Regions from separate parts of the Sminthopsis crassicaudata genome. Here region 1 is linked to region 2. Evidence: chromatin contacts called from public Hi-C data. All regions are on one chromosome and are shown on one strand. The core of a region is the stretch at or near the end of the contact, and the rest is flanking DNA. Distances in the headings are between cores, read along the strand shown.

Evidence for each region. Hi-C and Micro-C count contacts between places; a contact is called where the count stands out from the background.
Region 1: a Hi-C map of fibroblasts shows a contact between it and region 2, with 3 times the contacts expected there. The contact joins the promoter of SAT1 here to the promoter of KLHL15 in region 2. A contact is called at or near these places in 2 of 2 Hi-C or Micro-C datasets (fibroblasts and hippocampus).

The regions. Positions count from the first base shown.
Region 1 is chr3:294,592,255-294,597,807 of ASM4859323v1, forward strand. It overlaps SAT1 (spermidine/spermine N1-acetyltransferase 1), which reads right to left and starts at 4,183. Exons shown (of 6, transcript XM_074300920.1): 1 at 3,647-4,183; 2 at 2,866-2,917; 3 at 2,692-2,775; 4 at 946-1,047; 5 at 780-820; 6 at 80-620. The coding sequence starts at 3,712. The coding sequence ends at 450.
Region 2 is chr3:294,341,682-294,347,740 of ASM4859323v1, forward strand. It overlaps KLHL15 (kelch like family member 15), which reads left to right and starts at 3,595. Exons shown (of 5, transcript XM_074300915.1): 1 at 3,595-3,704; 2 at 3,811-4,044; 3 at 4,777-5,150.

The sequences.
Region 1 (5,553 bases), core at 2,933-5,432, 250 kb after region 2:
ACAGTGAACTCTTGTGGGGAAAAAGGTGACAAAAATCCACAATGATTATTTAAAAAGAATATACCTAACAAAATTGCAATTAAATTGAAGACTAGTTTATTTAAAAAAAAAAAGACAATTAAACAGAAACTCTATGTACCAGTGTGTACATTGTACACATTAATGACTCACAAGAATGAAGTTTTATTCATTTACATTTTAAGATGACACCACCTTGTTTATGAGAAGATGCTCACAGAAAAGTCTGATTCCAAACTGCCCACAGACCTGATGTTTTAGCACCAGATCCCAGGAACAAACATGCTACAACGCCACTGGTAATAAAGCTTTTGAATGACTGCTCATGCTATGACTTGACTACAAAACAGGATAGAAAGCAAGAAGTTGAGAATTTATTCTACGTAGACTGGTTCAGGAATAGAACTTGTCATCATTGATGCTAGCACTTTTCACTCTTCTGCTGCCATTTTTACTAAGTACTCTTTGTCGATCTTGAAAAGTCTCCATCCTTCTTCACTGGACAGATCAGAAGCTCCTCTTCTCTTGTAGAACTGGATAGAGGGCTCATTCCATTCAGCCACTAAGAAGTGCATACTGCTACATCGGCATTTGACTGCAACCTATTAGAGGGATTGTGTTTTAAAAACCAAATCAAACCAACCCCCCCCCCAAATAATGGACTTGCTTCCCAATGCTCTGTGTTGAATACTATTTCAGGAACTCTAGTAAAATTTCAGAATCTTTAAAGATTGAAGAATACAAAAAGAAAAATGACTTACCTGACTTAGGTTCTTCAGAATTTCAGAACCAATGCCAAACCCTAGGAAAGATCAGGAAAGAATTGTTCAAACAATGGTTATTTTAAAGACAAATAGACGGGGGAGATGAATGAAAGAATACTTCCTAAATCTCCTTTTAGGCATATTCCCCTGATTTCCTCCATACCTCTGAACTCATTCATCACAAAGAAGTCTTCAAGATACAACAGCTTCCCAATCCATGGGTCATAAGTAAAGTAGTACATAGCAAAGCCAACAATGCTGTATCCTGAAACAAAGCATCACAGAATTTCTTTTTTAGTAAAAAAATAAAAGAGCAGAGGAAAAAAAAGTCCACAGCACTTGTAGCCACACACTCAGAAGAATGTTTACAGGTTTTAAAATTTTTACATGCATGGATCTGAAAACTAAGCTGCTATCGGACAGTCTCTGCATGCAGCTATCAGCTGTTGTTATGCTAGAACAGTATGGTCCATTGTTAGGCTACTCCGCTGGTCTCAAGAGTTTGCAAGAAGCACACATTAGAGCTGGAGGCAAGGGAAGAATTCTGATATTTCTGAATAACAGCTTTGTCTTATATATGACCCATTCTGCAATCTCCTGGATCCCTCACAGAAAGTTTGACAGTTTTAATGGCTTGAAAGAGCTGAGCTGCTATGACCTTTATGTAAACACAGACATTATTCACATCCTACTGAGTTACTGGTATGTCCACTTGTGAATATAAATTAGGTTTACACGGCAGTTCAGAATATTAAGTACAAGGAGCTCATGAACTCTACTTCCTTGAAGTCAGAATACCATGCTAGTAACTTCAGCTAATTCAAGAACTTTTTAAAAAAATTTACATGTTCTCCAATTTACTCTCCCCAGTTTTTCAAGGCACTAAGAAGCAGATAAACAGCTGCTAAGCAACCTCCTAGTACCTCCCATTAGCACTTCACTCTTAATCTCCATCAGGTAGGTGAAAGTGCTGCTTCTTTCTTTCCTTTACCCTAAGGAACAGATATTTTTTGGGGAAAAACAGAAATACCCTCCCCTTCAAAATTCCCAACTTGGGAGAAACTCCCTCCCACTTCCCCATTCTTCCACCCCCATTTCAAAGAGAGCTTCCCTTTTTAGCTGGATTCCCATTTAGTAAACAAAAGGAGCCAGCAACTCCAAGCAGCTAACAGCTCTTAGAATTTACCAATAACCCAAACATTAGGAGTCAATTATCAAATTAAACTCATTAGCCAAGTTCACCCTGATTTGTAAACACAAACAGGAAGAGAGTATAATGGAGTTTCTGATCTACCGTGTTATTGTTTTGTATTGTTTTATTTTGTTTATTTATTTTATACTGTGTGGGAAGAGGACTTGTCCCTCTAGGCCTTACCTCATTTATCATGATCATCTACTTTATTGAGTAACGGATCTTTTAGTTACCTCCCCGCCCATCCATGTACACGGAAGGGCCATGTACATGGCGAAGCTAGAGACTGTAACCTGAAGATTGGGACAAATTAAAGAAAAAATGTGATTCAACACGATTACAGAAAAGGTTATGTTAGGGTCAAACAAGAAGAACCATTTTATGAAATTGAATTACATCAAATGACATCATACCCAATTTTCCGGGGAATATGTAGGGCATTTTTGCTGACAAATTATCTCACTCTATTTTTTTTTTTTTTTTTAGCACGGCATTACATCAACTTTTCTTTTTTTTTCCTAGTTTCAACATTGGCTTGCCTTATTTCTGGCCACCTTCCCAAAAACACACTCAACTTTTGAATTAGCCGACAGTTCTAACCAAAAATTAGACATTATATCAACATCCTGTCTCTTTCTGATTAGCTACTGGGGTGGGGTAGGGAAAAAGAGGGGGAACAGGAAGAGCAACTGGACTTATAGGCCAAAGTCTTGTTACCTTCAGGTGTCCAATGCTCTTTTGGCACTTCTGCAACCAGGCAGTGGTAGAAAGGATGCTCTCCAAACCCATCTTCAAGCAAATCTACAAGAATGGCCAACAAAGACAGATAGAAATAATGGCTAATGTGAAAGATACCAAGTTATTTGACAAATCTCACATCAAATAAGTTACCTTTTTCAGTTAGCACTACTTGTTCTTCCATTTCTTCATATTTAGCTAGTTCCTAATAGAAGAAGAGAGAAAAGAGAAATAAAAAATAACATAAGAATCTGAGATTGTCTTTCTCTGATAGATAAAAAAGTGAGTCAGCTAGAAAGAGGCAGGGTTATTTACTCGGCACCTGCAACGTCAGGGCTCAGGCTCTGAGCCAATGACTATACTCTAGGAGGGGGAGGAGAAGGACTAGCCTAAGGGAGAACTGGATTGTAGCCAGTTTCCTGGTCAACTCTAAACACACGCAAATGACCTGAAACTAAAGGGGAAAAAAAAAAAAGAGAGAAAGAAACAAAGAAAGAAAAAAACGCCTAGATTTCAGCCAGAAGAGGGAGGCAGGAAATCCAGCCATCTTCTAGTTACGGGTGTGAGAGGTTGCAATGCTCGGGTTACACAGCCAGTCCCCAGGTAGGGGAAGTGGAAAGTGCGCTGGTTTGGGGGAGTCCCGGCCCTCCTCAATTTCTTCCCGTCTTTGGTCTCTAACGATCTTGTTTGTATTTCTAACCTTAGTTCTACTTGACACCCATCCATCCATCTTTCTTTCTTCCTCTCCCCTCCCCCTTTCTTTCTTACTTTGGGCAACAGTTAAACTCTCTGGTTCTGTTTCCTCATCTGAAAAAAGGGGAAGGAAGAAGAAGAGGATGACTATTGGGCGTCTGAGGTCCTCTCCAATTCTAAAGTCTAAGCTCAAATTCAAGAAAACGAGAAACTAAATCTCCCGAAGATTGGTGGGGGCTACCTTGATTAGCCGGAGAATATCACTGCAGTCGGCGGGCGTGGCGGAGCGGATCACGAAATTAGCCATTTTCGTCTTTTGCTTTTTTTCCCTTTGCGGACTAAGCCCCTGTACTTGAACAGCAGGAGGAGGTGGTTCCTCATTCGTCTCCCGGGAGCTTCCTCTCCTCAGTCAGGCTGGCACCATGACACGGGGCCCGGCGGCAAACGACGGAGGGTCTCTTCCCAGAGGTTTTACAGACACAGTACTAAACAGCTACTGGGCAGTTGTGCAACCTTAGGCTCCCGGGGAGTCTATATTTACCGAGGAGCTGGCCCCGCCTGTGAGCTCCACTTCGGCCAATGGAACAAAGCCCAACCCTAGAGAGAGAGAGCGAGAGCTGTTTTTTTTTTCTCTCTCTCTCTCTCTTTTTCTCTCCCCACCCCCAACTCTTTCTCAAACACCCAGCTCCACCCCAGACCTTCCTAGTCCAACCCCGACCACTTTGCTCCTGCCGAGAAACTTCCTCGTACTCTTTTTTTTTTTTTTTTTTTTTCCCCCTTCCGGGACCTTTATCTATGAGTCTGACCAATAGCTGAAGCAGTCTTGAGCTGCGATGTGGAAGCGCCGCCTGGTGTTTAGTCCGCCGCTATAGTTTGAAACAAGCAAAATTTGTTTTTTAATTAAATTTTTTTTCAGGTAACACAAATTCCATTTTCCCCATCTTCCTTACCCATTGAGAAAAAGAAAGCGAAGCAAAACCTTGTTTCATTTGTTTATTTTTAGTATTAATATAATTTTGAGTTTTGAATTTTCTCCCCTCCCCCCTTCTTCATCTATTGTGAAGGCAAGAAATGTGATATTAATTATACATGTGAAATCACGCAAAACACATTTCTATAATAGCCATGTTGCAAAAAAAAAAAAAGCAAGAAAAACAAAGTGAAAATGTTTGTTAGTCTGCGCTCAGACTTTATCAGTTCCCTCTCTGAAGGTGAGAAATATTTTTCATCATAAATCCTGAAACGAAACCTTGTATCAAATATATATTCGGGGAAAAAAACAACAACCAAATTTCAGCACTGTTCAAAAATGTCTCAAACTTTACTTTGATTTTTACTTCTCTTAGAAGATGGTTATCCTGTCTCACCATGGGTTTTCTGGAGTCAAGATCTTTGAATTGATAGGGTTCTAAAGGCTTTTTCACCCTCACCATGAAATTCATCTTTAAAAAAAATTTTTTTTTCTATTATCATGTCTAGATTTCATAAACTCAGGAAGCTAGAGTTTATGGTAGAGGAGAAGTCCAGAAAAGCATTTTGGAAACGGGTGAGAAGACAGGAAAAAGGAGACAGACTGTTTTTGAACTCTAGGTGTTGATTTCAAAGTACAGACAGTAGAATACAATTAGACAGATAAGAGACCAGTTGCCTCCTTTTTATTACTCTCTTATCCTGTGCTATTTTGATGTCCCCTAAACTTGTCAGTGATCTACCTACTGACAAATTTGTGGCTCCAAACTTTCCTGAGGCTAGTGAGAAGATAGTCCAAAACAATTTTTCCCCCTACCCTTCTCCAAGGGTATCCATATATCTAGAACAGCAAGGGATTCCGAGGTCTCACAGATCATTTGGTTGAATCCCTTTTTCACCTAATGAGAATTTTTTCCAAAACAACACCATTTCTTGGAGAAGAGCTTCTCCCAGAGTCTGCTGTAGTTGAAGACTAAAGTCTAAACAATGCCAGACTGATCTGGAGAGTGACTTAGACAGTATAGTCCAAAGTAAATGAGAAATCTGTAAAGTAGTCTTACTAAAGTCTCTTTATCTTCAGGAGAATGTAATGAGAGGTTTTATGTTTTCTGCAATTATGTAGGCTTATTAATCTAGTATTTTAAGCATTTTCTCTGGTGGAAACAATAACAAATGCTA
Region 2 (6,059 bases), core at 2,345-4,844:
CCACAATTTATTCAGCCATTCTCCAATTGATGGGTATCTACTCAGTTTCCAGTTTCTGGCCACCAAAAGAGGGCTGCCACAAACATTCTTTGTGCATTTCTTGTATAGGGGAAATATAGTCCAAGGCTTGACATCATAATTTGGCTTTCTGATTGGATACAGCAAACTGTATGATGATTTTGTCAATGTAAGGAATTGACCTGAGACAAAAGGCCTTAAGAACAAAAGGTCCATTTGAGGTTGTAATTAATCCTATCTGTGCTCTTCACTGCTTGCCTAAGGGAGTAGCTTGGATTCCAGATTATATACTCTCCTATAATCCTGAGTTATAACCTAGTTAGCTACCAAAGATCTTGTCTTTGTTGGGATCTTATTCACCCCATCAGAGCCAGGCACACAAGAAAGTATGTATATAAAAATAACAGAAACAGTCACTACATGGGCTGAAAGCTCAAAGCTCAGCTCAAATCTAGTCAACCCAAACCAGGGCTATATATATGTCCTCAAATTCAGGAATTCAAGGAACAGTTCAGATGCTTAAATTTAGGGAGTACCCAAAGAAAACTTAGGCATTTAATTAATTTAAAGACTTTTAGCCTCTTAAACTATACTGTTGGTATGTGTGGGAGGGTTGGAATTGTGCCACAGTTCTCTGTTAATGTCCTGACAATTTCCCTAATTGTCTTATTCAGTTACTCTGTTTCAGGTTATAACCATTCCCTCTTAATGTTTGATAGGATACAAGTCTTATATCTTAGACATCAAGCTATAATCATTCCTTCTTAATGTTTGATAGGATAAAGGTTTTGTATATTACACATCATTAGAATATCATCAGGAGCCTCTCCAGTACCTCCCTCCATTATGTCATCCTAGGTGCCTGCCTCCATTATGTCATCCTCATCCCAGGTACCTTCCTCATTATGTCATTGATCTTGTAACCTTATAAAAGAAATCCATTCACTGCTGGATTCTTTGAGATGATAGTCTCATTCAGCCCTGGGACTAAGCCATAGATCCATTTGGTCCCAGTAAATCCCTTTTAAATAATTAAATTGTTCTCTAATCTCTTTCCTACTACAGTTTCTCCATGACAGAATCAGTCACTTAAGTCCCCTTTCTGGCTCACCACTTTGAAGCTGGCTAGAATAGTGATGTGTTCAGGGTAGCAATTCCTAGTTCCAAATGATGTGATTGATATAAGCACTAAATGTTTAGGTTCCGTCATGTGAAGAAATCATAATGGCCATTTTCTTTGTAAATGGTAGATTTATTAATGAGGAGAGGTTATAGACAAAATGAAGAGATACAATCGATACCAGTAATGGTTAATATGAAAGAGTTGGGAGAGCACAGAGCAAGCAAAAGGATTTTAACAATTAAGAATGGAAGTAGTCAAATTCACAATTAACTAGGAGAAAGGAATACACTGTGAGGTGGGATTATGCCCTTAACTGGCAGGCTAAATGCATAGAGGAGTTTGGCACCTATAAGATACAGTTCTGTGGGAGATTGACCCAAAAGGAAGCTGTGAACCATAGACAGATTTATAGTGGAATTTAACCTTAGGTGTTTCATATAACTTGTATTTCTGACTGTACACAGCAAGGTAGGGCTACAAATGACCTCCCCAGAGGATGGGACTATAAGGTTGAACCCTTTGGTACCCTTCCCTGCTTGCCTCAAGGAATAATTTTATCTTCCAATCCCACCTAGTTGCTCAGGACTTCATCAGTAGGATCTTAGGTTTTGCTTTACTTGAGACTAATGGGTTTCAGGGAAAGGTTTGGCAAAGGAAATTGTTGACCCAAGTTACATAGTTTATTTCCAAGCAGTCTGATAATATAAAACAAAATGCTTTTCCTTCAACTTCTAAATTCCCCTCTCTGACCTTCTCAAATTTGCATGTAGTCTTATGACCTAGATAATTTTCATCTCATGTCTATTCCTTTGTTTTTTTAAGAAATCCAGAGGGAACTCTATAGTCATACTCATGGTGTAAGAACTCATCAGTTAGAAGACCTAATGTAGTTTGTTGTTTTACAGGAGGTGAGGTGTTTTTTAAACAGCAAGGGTGCTGGTTTCTCTAAATTACAGAGTACATAGTGGGAAGTAAAGTACAAGACTGGGAATATAAAGGCTTTGAATGCCAAATAATTCCATATTTGATCCTGGAGGTGATGAGAGTCAAGGGAATTTACTCAATTTTGTTGTTCGTTTTCATTCACATCCATCTCTTTGTGACCCTGTTTGGGATTTTCTTGGCAAAAATACTAGAGTGATTTACTATTTTGTAGGTCTTTTTTTTTTTACAGATGAGGAAACAGGGGCAAACAGGGTATTTAATAACTTACCTGGGATAACACAGTTTAGTGTCTGAGACCAGATTTGAACCCACTTCTTCCTGACTCTAGGTTCAGTGTTCTGCCCACAATATTTAATACAGAAGTATTGACAGAAAAGTTCCAGTAACAAATGAAAGCAATGAGTAGAGCTATTTCCTTATATCTAAAATGAAGGTGTCAGATAAATACTAAGGTTTTAAAATTTAGATTCTATGCTTTTCAGAACCTGAGAAAGTTCTTCCTCATGCTTTTAAGTCTGTTGCTTATTTTGAGTATGGTATGGGTGTCCCTCATGATTATTATTGTTTTATGTGATGTTTCTACAAAATATATGCTAATTTGGTCTACTGAAAATTAACTATATTGCAGTCTTCCTAGAGAATTTGAAGGTCTCTAAAAATTGTTTTATATGATTTAATTTTACTTGGATTTATATGGTTTATTCTCTAAGCTTATCTGAGAAGTGAAAAACCAAAAACCATAATAGCATTTATCCATTATATTAATAACAATGAGCAAATCACTTTAATTCAATGTACTTTTGTACTAGAACACTGACCTTCAAATATTTTCTTCTTGTCCTTTCCTTCATTTTTTTCTAGAAGAAAACTAATAGATTTGTAAAATAGCTATATGTTGCAATTTTATATTTCAAGGGGAAAAAAAGCAAGAAAAATCTACATTTTTTTTTACAGCTTTAATTAGAATCTGAATATTGGTATGTAAATAAATATTGAATGTGACTCATCTATTCAATATTTTCTGAAATTTTCTGCCATTTTCTTCTGGCGCAGTTAGAAATGAATAGAGCAGTGTTTTACATCGCTCCAATCATTTCTTTGAATGGCGCATATGTGCCATTTTCTATAAATTTTTCGCCACTGGGGCTGAACAATGATGAACATGTAATTGTTGTGTACTAAGCTAAGTGGAAACGTGATGCAATACTTCAGTTTAAGTTGCCTTATAAAAATGATGTCATTTAATGCAGGTGTAACACTTCTAAAACAGTTTTGCGCCCATCCTCCCACCACCTCCCCCTTTCTCCTGCCTTCCCTTCACACTCCCGTCCAGGTGCTGAAATGGATTTTATAATAGTTCCTGTTAATTTGAATTGCTGTTTGTCTCTTCGATACTCCTAGAGGTGGGCTACTCAGAGAAGAATGACGATCTCTTTAGCCTCTGGCTAATGGATCTTTGCTCATTTGCGCAGGAGCCAAGGGTCCTCGCACTCACGCAGAGCGTGGTAGCATCCCAAAGAAAACAAACGCTAGATAGTTTTAAAGCCTACGTAGAGCCCCTTAAGGACGTTTTCAGACGGGGCTCAGCAAGCGAAGAACCAAGAGTGACCGGGCTAAAGTCCGTCATCCTGGGTTTCATTGGGATCTAGGTTGGGAGTGGGGAGGGGGGCGGGCCAACCTTATTTATTTATTAGAGGGTCATTAATTACGACTGCCTTTTTCAGAGGCCCAGAAACATAGGAGTGGAGAGGACATGGGGAAATCGCAGGCGGAGATTTGATGACGGTATACGTTGGCCGGCGCCACGCCAGTCTCTTCGGCTCAGTGTCCGGTTACTTCCGAGCCTGGTCAGGTTAGTGCTTCTGGCCCACAGGTGGCGGTGGCGGCGGAAGTGACGTACGCGCAGTGCCCGGCGTTAGAAAGAAAGATGGCGGCGCTGGCGCTGGACCAGGGGGAAGGTAAACACCGGTTAAAGCTGTTGTTGTTGCTTTGGGGAAAATAATTATCTTCCTTCCAACCTCTTTCACAACCTCACGGGCTTTTCGGGGGTGGAGAAGAGAAGGAGGACAGGGGATGCCCCCCTTCCTCTCTCCTGCTGTTCCCCACCCCCCTTTTCTCCCTCCCCCCACCCGTCGCGGGTTTAATCTTGGGAGTCTGTCTCCGCCGCGAAGACGGACAGACTCCGCCGACGGACGGAGGGATTGAGCGGGTGGGCGGCCGGAGCAGCTGCAGTTCAGGAAGGCCCCGGCAATCCCCGGGCAGGGCCCTGCGGTGACGACCGGCTTCGGTTCCGGCCCACAGTCACGGGGGGAGGGGAAAAAGGAGAGGGGGGGGGGAGGGGAAAAGAGAGGAGAGAGGGGGAGTAAGCGGCAGAGCGGGGAGGAGCTCGTCTTCCCGGCGTGGCTAAGCCCCTGACCCCGGAGGGAGGCGCTGGAGCCGTGCTGCCGGGGCCGGGCCGGGCGCCTCCTCTTCCCGCGCCCTCTTTTGCCCCCTCCCCGCCCTAACCCCGGTTTCTCCTCCCGCCCTCCGCCCCCGGCTGCCTGTTCACCTCCCCACCCCCTCAAATTGAGTTACTCCTGCAGGTATTGCCGTTATTATCGTTATTCGACCCTCGGAAACGATGCTGGTGTCCCCGGGGCGAGGACGTGGGGGGGACACCCCAGGAGACTGAAAGGTTTGTTTATCCCTAGGGCAGGGACGTCGGGGGCCGCAGCCACCTCAGCAACCAGTGCACAGGCTCCCCCCACGCTGGCCTCGAAGTGCCTCGGCCCCGTCCTGGAGGGAGGATCCCCTCTAAAGGTGAGAGGAGGAAGAAGAGGAGGAGGAGGGTTCAGTCTTCATGGCCTGTACAGCCCTGGGTCTTTCCTCTTCAACCGAATACGGGGACGCCGATTAATATCAATGGCGGAGGTGCTTTTCCTGATGCAGACGCCAGTCCACTTGTAACTGGACCAAGAACACCAAGGTGTGTATCCTGCCTCACCTACTTCGTCTTTGAGAGATGAGTGTATAGAACGCAATAGCTCAGGAAACCTCAGTGGCACTGCCCTTTCGAAATATTTCTGTAAGAACCTTATTATTCTAATTCTTATTAGAACCAGATTTCTTAACAGTATTGGATTCATAGTTCTGTTATATTGAGATCCTAAGTTTGTCATTAGCTCTGTTCATTAAATTTGTTAAATTCTTTTGCGCTTATTTGTTGTGATGACAGCACTTTATTTTTAAATAAAAAAAAAAAGCTCCTACTTGGCATATGAAGAATCCCTTTTCTTAGAAGTCATGTAAAATTGCCACATACCTTGAAATGAGTAGCAAGCTTTTAAAATATATTTAAATTCTAAAGAATGCAAGTTTTTTCTCCTCTTTATTTTAATATTTGTATATATAGAAGAGAAAAGTATATGTAATAACTTTTTGCTTGACTTTTACCTTATGTTAGTTTCCAGGCATTTTATATTTCATTTTTCCTCCACGTATTTGTTTTTTTTTTTTCTCTCACCTCTGAGCTGTCCCCATGACTGTGAATTACATTGTTTTCCTGATCTTCAGTTTCTTAGAGTTATCAGCTTCATTCAAGACTCAGCTCAAATGCCATGCCTGATTTACGCCTTCATCTTGGCTTAGTGCCCTTAGCACAGTGCTTTTCTTGTAATAGTCCTCATTGAATTTTACCAATCAAACTGAAGGAGCCATTTAGCCATTGTACTTTAAAAATTTTCTTTTCATTTAGGGGGAAAAAATTCATTTTTCTCTCCCTATTTGTCCTCCCCATTGAGGAAAAATAAAAACCACCAAAACAAAACGAAACCTTTTATAACAAATATACATAGACAATTTATTTCCCCTGAGGCTGGGATTAAATGACTTGCCCAGGGTCACACAGCTAGGAAGTGTTAAGTGTTTGAGATCGGATTTGAACTCAGGTCCTCCGGAATTCAGGGCTGGTGCTCTATCCGCTGCCCCACCTAGC